Regions from separate parts of the Mus musculus genome. Here region 2 is linked to region 1. A link is a contact called in public Hi-C data. All regions are on one chromosome and are shown on one strand. Each heading gives the region's core, a stretch centred on a gene start, on an enhancer-like site or on the middle of the called end of the contact. The rest is flanking DNA. Distances are from core to core; before and after follow the strand shown. Region 1 has its middle 500 kb from the start of Cnksr2. Region 2 has its middle 400 kb from the start of Rps6ka3.

Region 1 (3,376 bases), core at 799-3,298:
ATGAATTACCTAGTCTTGAGCCTCAGTTAAGTAGCCCTGCTCTACATTTTGATGAGGTCACCACACCCTTCTCAACAAGCCAGTTATCTATCATTCTCCAAATGAATTGTCCTTCCATTTTCCTCTCTAACTGTCCTACTTTTATAAATAATGAACAAAATGATTTTTATTTTTGGCTTCCTATAACAAAATGAAAATATGTAGAGATATGGCTTGTTTCCCAGCCTCTATGCAACCCCCATCAGTTCACAGCTGTCACACACTTGCGAACTCCATAGGAAAGTAGGAGCTTTGTTTTCTTGTTTGTCTCTGTATCCTCAGATGATAGAATAATACCTGGTACATATGAGTAATTGACAATATTTGTTGAGTGAATAATTCCGTCTTATAAACTATAGGGAGGAGCAGAACCTGGGGCATTTGGGAGCACCTTCCCCATTTTAATTGACCAGAAATTCCTCAAATCTTTTAACTATTGCCCAGGCAAGGAAACCTGGTTTGTTGGTCCTATGAAAAATCTCTACATTTCAAATGGTGCTAGATAACTTTTTTTAACCTGCACAGGGGCTTGGAGAGATGGTTTGGAGGAAGAGAATACTTCCTGCTTGTCCCATGGGCCTGTGTTCAGTTCACAGAATCCACATGATGGCTCATCGCCATTCAATACCCCAGTTCAAGGTGATATTTCACCCTCTTCTAGCATCCATGGACACCAGGCACACAAGGCATGCACATATGTACACACAGACAAAACATTCAAATGTAAAAATTAAAAATAAATAAATCTTTCTAGAGATATAAAAAGACCCAAAACACTGTATAACCAGCACTGTCTAACATGTTAAAACCGGACAACATACACCTATCAGTCTCATTTGACTCCAGGTCTCATGTAATATGTCAATATTTTTTATATTAGCATTGGTCATCACTGGGCTTTTACTGTGTCAGGCATGAGGTAAGTAAATTTTCATGGTACCTCAATAGCTTAAAACAATACATTGAACTTTATCTCATAATTAGAGTTGACAAGAGAATTTCTAGATGTCCTTGGCTACAGTCAACTTTCAGTCAGCTATGTGTTTATTCTCCAGTAGGTTTTCTGGCTCTAGATGTGTGGGGCTAGTGAGACATAAACTTGCCTTCTTTCAGGAGGCTAAGTTGAGCTAGTTTTAGTGGCAACAATAGTCCAAGGGGTCCGAAACAGAAGTGCAGGTCCTCTTGAGGTCCAAATGCAAAATATTTCAACTGTGCATGACAGCCTTCCAACTGTCCAAAGCAAATAAAAAATTGAGCAGACCAAGGGTCTTGCTATATGCCTAGAGTTTGAGCCAATGGTAACTGCAGTCCTGCCTGAATTTCAGAAGGTTGTTCGTCCTGGATTCCTCTTTGCTACATCTCAGATGTCTGCTAGCTCCCTTTTCCTCCATGGTTATCATATCAGGCAGGGAATACCAACTGCTGGCTCTTAGCCACCTTACAGCTATGGAGTTTACTTATCAGAGTACTTTTTTCTAGCAAGTGTCCCACTGGACAATAGGCAAATCTAGATATAATGCTTTGTCTCAAACCCTCACTGTATTTCAACTTCCATTGTTAAGCAGGCATTACACAATTCTGCTCAAAACAAAGCCAAATTGAGCTTCCTTGGGAAAGCTTGGATGGGGGATGTCTATAAAATATCTCTAAATGGGGCTACAATCTACTGCCTAGAAACATGAACATTGTCTAATTCTTCATTTATAAGCACTGTGAAAGACCTATCCCATCATTAGTCTATGTATTCCAGAAGCTGCAAATCCCAAACGTCCTTAAAGGTTGCAAGCATATTTGCTGAAAGACTAAGGAACTGGCTTCATGAGTTCCAGATTGCTGAATGCTAGCCCTACATATGTTGCAAAAGCATGACTGGTTTGCAAACTGTTGGGGACAAATCCCTTGTTTTCCTTCTGGCTTGGTTTTGAATAGAGAGTAGGATGCTAGGCGGGACGGAGTGGGTGTAGAGCTAGAACAGGCATTGTTGTGCAGGGCTCTGGATGCCCCTGCACGAAGTCTGAAACAAAAAGCAAAGATTCATTTGGCAAACAGCTTTTAGGATGAGTCATGTGAGGGAAGTAGGGCTGGGTGTCCACTCTTTGTGCTTTCTGGGGATCATGGAAATATTTAAATTGTTGGGGAAATAGAGTGGGTAGGAAGCAAGTAGAAAAGGTAAGAGAGGGGGGAGGGAGGGCTCGAGAAGGGGAGGGAGGGAGGGAGAGAGGGAGGGAAGGAGGGAAGGAGGGAGGGAAAGAGGGAGGGAAGGGGAGAGAGAAAGGTAAAGGGAGAGAGAGGGAAAAGGATAGAGGGGGAAGGGAGAGAGAGAGAGAGAGAGAGAGAGAGAGACTTTCCTAACTTTAAAGGAAGAAATAACAAGCTCCTCGCTTTGTTTAAAAGTATAAATTGTAACAAGAGAAATGGCCTTCTCTGATTATAGAAAGCTCTTAAAATTCTGGTGGTTTGAAAGGTTTAAGAGGCTTTAATTGAGCTGTGCATGGTTTTAGACATCTATAATCTCAGCTTTCAGGAAGATGAGGTAGGAGAATCACAAGTTCAAGATCAGTTTAAGCTATAGAGAGACCCTATCTCAATTTTTGAAGAAAGAAAAGACAAAGGAACAGAAGAAATTGGACACTCCAATTCAGGGTTTCTCTTCTAACAAAGTATCTGATTCAGTTTGCTTTAATACATTTAAGTTGCTGAGAATTTTTAATTCATTTATAGTGAGCATATATAACAGAGATCCAGTACTAGACCCTATGTTTCAGATTATATTTTCAATATTTAATACATTCAATCAAAAGAAAGAAAGTACAACATAGTTCCATGGCAGCTTCTTTTTTTTCTTTTTTTTTCTTTTCTTTTCTTTTCTTTTCTTTTCTTTTCTTTTCTTTTCTTTTCTTTTCTTTTCCCTTCCTTCCTTCCTTCCTTCCTTCCTTCCTTCCTTCCTTCCTTCCTTCTTTTTTCAATTTTTTATTAGATATTTTCTTCCTTTACATTTCAAATGCTATCCTGAAAGTCCCCTATGCCCTCCCCACACCTTGCTCCCCTACCCTCCCACTCCCACTTCTTGGCCCTGGCGTTCCCCTGTACTGGGGCATATAAAGTTTACAATACCAAGGGGCCTCTCTTCCCAATGATGGCCCACTAAGCCATCTTCTGCTACATATGCAGCTAGAGTCACGCTCTGGGGGTACTGGTTAGTTCATATTGTTGTTCCTCCTATAGGGTTGCAGACCCCTTCAGCTCCTTGGGTACTTTCTCTAGGTCCTTCTTTAGGGGCCCTGTGTTCCAGCCAATAGATGACTGTAAGCATCCACTTCTGTATTTGCCAGGCACT
Region 2 (3,242 bases), core at 333-2,832, 310 kb after region 1:
CTGTACAAAATGAAAGGAACTGGAACGCTAATTAGCATGAATCCTGCTTTTCTCTAGGTTAAACATGAGGTGGCTTGTTTTAAAGCAACGTAAAAGACAGCCATACTGTTGTGAAGGCTATCTTTCTGAAATGATGCTGTTGCAGAAAATTGTTTTATGCAGTAACCACAAAAGAGTGGTACCTAGGGGAAAGTATCACATCTTTTGAAAAAAAAATTAAAATGAACTAATCTCAGTTTGTTCAAAGATCATAAGCACTGGAATTATAATGGTGTAACCTTCACATTTGAAACATGTAAATATTCCATAAAACAGAATTAAATATAATAACAGTTCTGAAAATATTTAAAGTAAAAGGGCACAAAGGAATATAAGTATGTATCTAGTTGTTCTCTACACTGAACAGGCAGGAATTCTTCCAGGTTACTTTATGACGTGATAATTATAGCTATGTCTCAGGCTTCGGATTAGATATACTTATACTGAAAAGTATCCATTAGTTATCCAAATGTCCAGATTTACTGGGTGTCCTTTGTTAGCTAGATAAGCTAAAGAGTTCACAGAACATTTGTCTCATTCTTGTAACTTCCCATGAGTAGTAATCATTTTTAAACAACCTTTAAGTGAAAGAATAGAGTTGGATTCAGACCATCTGAAACTATCTAGAGTTGAGGGTAAGTATTAAAAAACAAAATAAAACATTTCATGAGGTAAAGCCTCATGTATCCTATGTTGGTCTTGAACTTGCTTTGATTCTCCCACCTCCACCTCCCAGGTATTCAAATTACAAACCTGTGCCAGGGCATCTGGTTTTAGGCAGTGCTGGGGGCTTCTTGCAAACCACAAATGCATTCTTCCAACTGAGCGACAAGTCTAGCTATGTATATTTGTCAAAAGATAGAGTCAAAGAGGCAATAGTACCGGGATAAGACATAACATAAAATCACTTAAGGACAGCTGAGCCAAAGACTTAAAAATAAAACTATTCCTTAAAGCTGGGTTGTGGTTTTGCTAATTCACAGGAGACGAGAGAGATGAGACTGGAAGCCATTTCTATGCCCATGGTGCTGCACTGACAACAAAGAGATTATTTAAATCCAGTGCAAAGATATTTGTATTTAGGTTCTGCCTTGTACTGTTATTAAATGTATGACTTGGTCATTTTCTTTTCCTTTAGAAACATCTTTCTGCAGACCTGAAACTGCATGAAAGACAGTAGAATTAAATGTGAAAGTTGGGAAACAGCAGAAACAAGTCATAGAGAAACAAATGTCATTCTTTTACCATTGATCTATTTTTTTTCTTCCATTGAAGCATTGTTTTTAAAGAATATCAAGCTGTTTACTCTTGAGTCATTTCAACACGAACCTGAAGCGGATAAGAAAGGAAAATAGCAGGGTGAGCAGTCCTTCCAAATCTCACTCACATTCTCAGTTTAGGGGGAGTGGACTTGAAGAATTAACTTTCTTCTCTGGGGGAGGGAATTAAGGTAAGAGGGAGAGAGTACTATGAGAGTGAGCAAAAATATCACAGCAGCAGAACACATGGTGAGTGGGCAGAGTGGGAGAACACTACAGAAATGGATATGCATGACCTCACCATGAGCATCCCTAAAATAGCCTGGAGAGATGGGAGGATTGACAGCTTACTCAACACTGTGTGTCCAGATGCACAGAGCAGACCAACAGCTCAATAATCATTCCTTGCCTGTCAGTTTTGTTGAAGACCAGTGCTTAAAACCCAAGATAGTTTTGTTCAGAGAACCAAGTATATGCTTTTAAAGTGTATTTTTCCACTTAGCAACATGCCTGAAGCAGATTTCTTTTCTTGAAGCCAACAGTCATATCCCATATGTGATATATGGATAGTACTTTGCAGAAAACTACCAGCTAAGGAAAGGAATTTAGGGTTTTCATGATGAACATTGTAGATTAGAGATTTACAGATCAAATAATGCATGCCTCACTTTTGACAAGCTTATTTTCAATTTGGAGGGAAGACAAAAAATTCACAGAAAGTTGCAAATTTCATTTAAAAGCTTTGAAGGGTTGAAAATTGCCATCTTTCAAAACACTTGTTCCACACTTTCAGATTTGCAGAGATTTTCTAGTCTACCATTTCATCCATACAATAGCTCTCTGAGGAGGAGCTTTAAGGAATTCAACATTGAGGATGCAAGCAAATACCATCTCAGCAGTGGGACTCATGAAGCCCTACTTCTAACTAAGGAACTACTAGCACTTGATAGCTGCAAGGGGAGAAAGATCCTTCTTTGAAAGTGTAGCCACTGGCAGTTGCTGATGCTCCTATGAAATGTTCCCCACCCATGCACATATGGACAGCACTAAATTAACTGAATTTAATAACAATGAAAAGAATAATAATAATATTACATGAAGCTTGGAGGTAGACATGAGGAGGGCAGGTCTAGGGGAAGTGGGAGGGATGAAATGGCAGGTGACTATGAACATGTTTTATTTTACTATGTACATATGTATTATGAAATCATCAAAGAATTAAAAGGAACTTCTTAAGAACTACTTCAATTCCACATCACACCAGTCAGAATGGCTAAGATCTAAAATTCAGGTGACAGCAGATGCAGGGAGGATGTGGAGAAAGAGGAACACTCCTCCATTGTTGGTGGGATTGCAAGCTTGTACAACCACTCTGGAAATTAGTCTGGCAGTTCCTCAGAAAATTGGACATGGTACTACTGGAGGATCCCGCAATATTTCTCCTGGGCATATATCCAGAAGATGTTCCAACCAGTAAGAAGGACACATGCTCCACTATGTTCATAGCAGCCTTACTTATAATAGCCAGAAGCTGAAAAGAACCCAGATGCCCCTCAACAGAGGAATAGATACAGAAAATGTGGTACATTTACACAATGGAGTACTACTTAGCTATTAAAAAGAATGAATTTATGAAATTCCTAGGCAAATGGATGAACCTGGAGGGCATCATCCTGATTGAGGTAACACAATCACAAAAGAACTCACATGATATGTACTCACTGATAAGTGGATATTAGCCCAGAAACCTAGAATACCCAAGATATAAGATACAATTTGCAAAGCACATGAAACTGAAGAAGAACGAAGACCAAAGTGTGAATGAACACTTTGCCCCTTCTTAGAATTGGGAACAAAACACCTATTGAAGGAGTTACAGAGACAAAGTTTGGAGCTGAGATGAAAGGATGGACCATCTAGAGACTGCCATACCCGGAGTTCCAT

What was found. Hi-C and Micro-C count contacts between places; a contact is called where the count stands out from the background.
Region 2: a Hi-C map of ventral hippocampal neurons shows a contact between it and region 1, with 1.8 times the contacts expected there. The contact joins two enhancer-like sites. A contact is called at or near these places in 1 of 39 promoter capture datasets (hippocampal neurons) and 3 of 484 Hi-C or Micro-C datasets (cerebral cortex and ventral hippocampal neurons).

Annotation. Positions count from the first base shown.
Region 1 is chrX:158,542,248-158,545,623 of GRCm38.p6, forward strand. No RefSeq gene overlaps it. Among named protein-coding and RNA genes, the nearest start is that of Cnksr2, 500 kb to the left of the region's middle. Within about 2 kb of position 2,049, at least 7 of the 459 cell types and tissues checked have an H3K27ac peak or open chromatin away from gene starts, as enhancers often do. A contact at or near this core is called in ventral hippocampal neurons, where this site is marked.
Region 2 is chrX:158,850,914-158,854,155 of GRCm38.p6, forward strand. No RefSeq gene overlaps it. Among named protein-coding and RNA genes, the nearest start is that of Rps6ka3, 400 kb to the right of the region's middle. Within about 2 kb of position 1,583, at least 11 of the 459 cell types and tissues checked have an H3K27ac peak or open chromatin away from gene starts, as enhancers often do. A contact at or near this core is called in ventral hippocampal neurons, where this site is marked.